2 separate regions of the Sus scrofa genome follow, and region 1 is linked to region 2. Evidence: chromatin contacts called from public Hi-C data. All regions are on one chromosome and are shown on one strand. The core of a region is the stretch at or near the end of the contact, and the rest is flanking DNA. Distances in the headings are between cores, read along the strand shown. Region 1 has its middle 170 kb from the start of ACKR3. Region 2 has its middle 5.0 kb from the start of IQCA1.

The links. Hi-C and Micro-C count contacts between places; a contact is called where the count stands out from the background.
Region 1: a Hi-C map of retroperitoneal adipose tissue shows a contact between it and region 2, with 2.8 times the contacts expected there. The contact joins two enhancer-like sites. A contact is called at or near these places in 2 of 47 Hi-C or Micro-C datasets (retroperitoneal adipose tissue and subcutaneous adipose tissue) and 1 of 2 datasets of contacts at active chromatin or transcription factors (skeletal muscle).

What each region holds. Positions count from the first base shown.
Region 1 is chr15:136,543,991-136,546,786 of Sscrofa11.1, forward strand. No RefSeq gene overlaps it. Among named protein-coding and RNA genes, the nearest start is that of ACKR3, 170 kb to the left of the region's middle. Within about 2 kb of position 1,256, at least 15 of the 83 cell types and tissues checked have an H3K27ac peak or open chromatin away from gene starts, as enhancers often do. A contact at or near this core is called in retroperitoneal adipose tissue, where this site is marked.
Region 2 is chr15:136,326,305-136,329,146 of Sscrofa11.1, forward strand. No RefSeq gene overlaps it. Among named protein-coding and RNA genes, the nearest start is that of IQCA1, 5.0 kb to the left of the region's middle. Within about 2 kb of position 1,522, at least 6 of the 83 cell types and tissues checked have an H3K27ac peak or open chromatin away from gene starts, as enhancers often do. A contact at or near this core is called in retroperitoneal adipose tissue, where this site is marked.

The DNA.
Region 1 (2,796 bases), core at 6-2,505, 220 kb after region 2:
TGCTGTGAGCTGTGGTGTAGGTCGCAGACATGGCTCGGATCTGGCATTGCTGTGACTCTGGCATAGACAGCGGCTACAGCTCCGACTGAACCCCTAGCCTGGGAACTTCCACATGCCGTGGATGTGGCCCTAAAAGGACAAAAAGAGAAAAAGAAAAAAAAGGTGAACAATAATGCTATAAAATTGGGTTGTGGTGATCACTGTACATCTATAAATGTAATAAAATCCATTGAGTAATTAAAAAAAAAGAAAAAAATAAAATAGGTGAACAACAAAGACCTACTGTAGAGCACAGGGAACTATATTCAGTATCCTAGGATAAACCATAATGGTACCACTCATGGGAAATAATGTGGAAAAGAATACATACGTGTATATGTATTTATGTATTTATGTATGTATCACTGACTCGCTTTGCTGTGTACTTGGGATTAGCCCAACATTGTGAACCAACCAGAGGTCAATACAAAAATTTTAAAAATGGAAGTTGGCTAGAAGATGAGGGGCCGTCACAGGATACGGAGAAACAGGGGCGGCTGGACAGGTGGGGTCCGGGGCTGTGGGGGCCAAAAGCGCGGGAAGGGTCTGCCCGGGTAACCTCAGCCTCTGGTCAATTTTTCTCCTTGCACGTGATTCTCTCCTCGTCCTGCAGAGACCTTTTCTCCCCGTGAGAGGTCAGTTGTCCGAACGCCTTCCCCACTCCTGACGTGGGCCTCCAGTCCTTCAGCATTCCAAGGCAGTGGTGCCGGTGACCCGTGACCCAGCACTGACCGTGAAGTAGGACGCTGGGGACGTGCGTCCCAGGGGGCCGGGAGACCGTAGGACCTGTGGCGGGGGCAGGAGTTGTGAACTGACCACCTAACTGAGTTCACAGAGAGGTGTGGTTTGGGCCACCTGGCGGGGGGCGGAAGGGGGGTAGTTTTTGGTAGCTAACTTTCACTGGGCAACACGTGCAGATCTGAAATCGGGTTTTCCTGGAAGTTGACGATGGGGACTCCGAGGCCTCCCCGCATGGCACCGCCAGCTGGGTTAGAGGGCCACTAACCATTGTCCTCCCCTGGGCTTGCTTGACCCAGTCCCCTACCTGTCTACACTCTCTGGGCAGGTGAGTTTGAGACCCTGTGGGGGTCAACCCCAGATCTCCTCTGGGCAGGAGACACAGGTGGAGTGAGTGAATGAGCGAATGAGTGGCTGAATGAATGAATGACCAAGCAGACGTGTCCTGCTTCTGTGCCTAGAACCACGACCTCTGTGTGAGGGGCAGAGCTGGGCTGTGGTTTGGGCCTCTTTCCCCTGCTTCCAGACACCACGCAGCCTCCTGGGTCTGTGCTGGGTGCCGCCTCCCTGAACCAGAGAAGGAGACGTTCCTGGCAAAGATTAGCCACCCCAAAGGCCATGGCGTACCTCCCCCACGTCCCCCCAGCCCCCTTAGTTTTGCACGTGGCTCAGTGGTTAATGAATCCAACTAGGAACCATGAGGTTTTGGGTTCAATCCCTGGCCCCTCTCAGTGGGTTAAGGATCCGGCGCTCCCATGAGCTGTGGCGTAGGTCGCAGATATGGCTCAGATCCGGTGCTGCTGTGGCTGTGGTGTAAACTGGCAGCTGCAGCTCCGATTGGACCCCTAGCTTGGGGACTTCCATATGCCTTGGGTGTTGCCCTAAAAAGCAAATAAAATAAAATAAAACAAAACAAAACAAAACAAAACAAATAAAATAAAATAATAAAATAAAATAAAATATTAAAAAGAAAAAAGAGAAAAGAAAAAAAGAAAAGAAAAGAGACAGTACTAGTGACAAAGTCGCCAGGACCCCTCCCCTCCCGGGTCTCCCCGGCAGCCTGCAGTGCCTGATCCCCGCTCAGCCACATCTTTTGCTCCGTCTTAGACCAGTTTCCAAGCTCAGACGGAAGCAGGTCTGTGCCTCCATTGTCCCAGGAAACCACGTCCCCGGGGTGGCCCTTGTCGTGAGCCTGGCTTCTCTCTCCCTGCTCAGCCCTCCCCACTTCCCGTGGGTGCCCCGCGAGGCCCGAGAAAGAGAAGGGCCATGTCACTGGTTCTGCATCACATCCTTTTCTGGGGAGCCCCAGCCGAGGGCGTTGGGCCGCTGATAAAATGCGGAAGCCAATGTGCCGGCCCCTCCGTGCCACCTCCGAGCTGGGGGGCGGAGGCCTGTTTCTTTTGGGTTTGATGAGTAAACCATGTGGAACAAAATCAAAAGCCCTGCTGAAGTCGACACAGATGCCATCTGTCACTGTCCCGGTCTGGTGGGCGGGGGAGGGGCACTGGATTAATTGACAGGCTCTTTAAAACCTTTGCCAGCAGTGACTCAAGGCCTTCTTTTGAAAAAATGCCCAAGTGAGTGAAAACAGTAAAATTTCACTTTAGCTTTCGAGTGGGAAGGGTTGGGTTTTGAGGTCAAATGTCTGGTGTAATCCTTTTCGGTTTAAAAACGCACATGGATGGTATCCGCTCATGTTCAGCTCTCCTCTCCTCCTCCTTCTGAAATGCATCCCTTGCAATTTATCAAGCTATTCTTAGACATTAAATACATCCCCTGCCTGGGCTAAGTTTCCTCTAATTGCAAAGGGAGGCATCTATTTGGGGCGAGAGTCTCTGGTGGGCAGTGATGAGTCCAGCTTAATTAAAAAGTTGTGCTGCCCTCTGTTTATCTGCTGAAACACAGTCCTGCCTCGGTGGACACTCTGGGTACCCTATAAAGGCCTCCGCCAGCCAGGGCCACATGTCTTCAGGGACACTGGAGCAGCCCTGAGCAGCCCTTACTGACCTCTCCCGGCAT
Region 2 (2,842 bases), core at 272-2,771:
GCCCGTATCTACTAGGCTGGTAAATATGGAAGTTGAAAATCAGGGTCGTATGGTCTGCCTTGTTTCAAAGACCACTTGTCTCTGCTTCCTTGTCTAAGAACTCACAAATCACTTTAATGATACCAGATGATACCAGAACCTGACCTTCTTTTCTGAGTCTCTCCTGGACTCACTTTCCTGGGAATCATGATAATTCAGCCAGATTTACTCACACCCTAGTCTCATGGAAGGTCAGCCCCAGAGTTAAAACATCCCAAAGCAGGTCATCTGTCTAAACCTCTGCCCAGGACAGCTTAAGCTGCCCCCAGGAGCAGGACCTTTTCACATCACTAGGTGGCGCATGAGCTGCCAGCCAATCAGAATGGGGTGTCGCCTCCAGCTTCCCAGGACCACCTTCTCACTCAAGCGCTCGGCTTCCTCGCCGTCTTCCTTTGCCAGCAAACCCCTTCTGTATTTCCCAGTAACAGCAAGGCTAAAACGTAATAAGACAGGAATAGATTCTACCCTAAGGCAGGAAAGCTCCTAGCTCCCAGCAGGCAGCACTGAGGGGCAACAACCCAATGCAGCAGCATGGCCTTAGGGATTAATTCCTTGAAGGGCGCAGAACGGACCTGGGCTTCCAGGGAGCCCTGTGCTCTGCTCCACCCTCCCTGACCTTCCTCTGTCCTGCTGACCCCATCTCTGGGGCCCTTCCGCCATGCCTCGCTGGATTAGAGTCTTTCTCCTCTGGCTGGAAAATACCAGGTCCACTTTGTTTAGTGACCATACCCTATATAATTGCTGGACATCTGAGGCCCAAATCATTATTCTGATTCCCCTTTCTATAATTTCTTCTAAATTGATCTCTTTCCCACAGCCATTAGATTTTGTTCTAACAGTTACTTTTTCGTTTCATTTAAAATGTAAATGCCGGAGTTCCCGTCATGGCGCAGTGGAAATGAATCTGACTAGGAACCATGAGGTTGCAGCTTCCATCCCTGGCCTCACTCAGTGGGTTAAGGATCCGGCATTGCTGTGAGCTGTGTGTAGGCTGGCAGCTGTAGCTCTGATTGGAGCCCTCGTCTGGGAACCACCACATGCCATGGGTGCAGCGCTAAAAAGCCAAAAAAAAAAAAAAAAAAAAAAAAAAAGTAAATGCCTTTTGGAGTTCCCGCTGTGATACACTGGGTTAAGAATCTGACTGCAGTGCTTGGGTTGCTGGGGAGGTGCCAGTTTAATTCCCAGCCTGGCGCAATGGGTTCAAGGATCAGATTCAACCCCTGGCCCAGGAGCTTCCATGTGTCGCAGGTTCAGCTGTTAAAAACAAGTCAGTGCCTTTTCACACAGCCCAATAATCCAGCTGCCAGCTCTCCGGGAAAACACGCCGTTCCAGTCCTCTTGACGTGTGTGACCTCAGTTGGGAAGATGTATGTTGATGTCCCCTTCTATACTCAACACCGCGCGGTGGAAGAAGACGGCTCTGCGGAGGGCTGCCTTCAAAGAGCAGAGCAGAGGCGAGTAAGTGCTACGGGGGTTCAAGTCCTCTGGGAGTTTAATAGAGAGAGGGGTGACCGTGCCCATGGGAAAGTAGAGAGGGTTGTGCTGTAGCTGGGCTTTGAGCTGGCTCTGACCTGAGGAAATAGAGGGAGACCATTCCAGGGAGGGAGACAAGGGGCGCAAAGGCTTCAAAGCAGAAGGGTGGGAAGCTGTGCCTCGGTTGATGGACGTTTTGGTCTGATGCGGAAGTAGGTTTGGCCTCCTGCCACCAGGGGGCGCGTGGGCTCAATGGCCGGCAGGGGCGTCGGGACTGAACTCCGTAGAGCCTTGAGTTCCACTTGCCCAGAATATTGGCATCATCAGGAGGCAGGGAGAGCAATGAAAAGACGAGAAGTGCAGACGAGTGGGGAAATGGAATGAGGTATAAATACAGAGCGATAACATCCAGCCACGCATCTGCAGCAATGTAGACGCAACGAGAGACTCTCAGATTAAGTATGTCAGAGAAAGACAAATACTATGTGATATCATTTATATGTGGGTTATGAAACATGGCACAAACGAACCTACATAAAAAACAGAAACGGACTCACAGACATAGAGAAGGAACTTAGGGTTGCCAAGGGGGAGGGGGAGGGAGTGGGATGGGTGGGGAAGATTGAATTAGTAGGTGAAAACTGTTACGTTTAGCATGGATAAACAATGCAATCCTACCGAGCCCCACAGGGAACTATACCCAGCCTCTTGGGATAGAACATGATGGAGGATAGGATGAGAAAAGAATGTATATATGTGTATGGCTGGGTCACTATGCTGTGCAGCAGAAATTGGCACAACATTCTGAATCAACTATAATTAAAAACACACCAATATTCAGCCATAATAAGAATAACAGTCTGATATATATGTTTTACCGCATGGATGAACCTTGAAATAAGCCAGGTTCAAAAGGACAGATACTGTATGATTTTGTTTAATATAAAATATCTAGAATAGGCAAATTTATAAAGAAATTTATTAGCAGTTACCGGGGCTGGAGGCAGGGAAAGGAGCGAAGGGAGTGTTTTCGCTTAATGAGTACAGCATTTCTATCTAGGGTGACGAAACATTTGGGAAATCATGCTGATGTTTGTAGAACACTGCGGATGTAGCTGGCGCCATTGAGTTGTATACTTAAAATTGGTTACAATGGCAGATTTCGTGCCGTGTATGTGATGGAATTCAGCCTTTAAAGGATCAGTGCTGTCAGCAGCAAAACCAGTTTGGGTAGGTCTCTGCAGGTTTTCTGCAACCTCCCACACCCCAGATGTACCCGAAAGGCAGCACATCCATCTCTAGGGACCAGCTTCCAAGCGCTCCTCTCAGT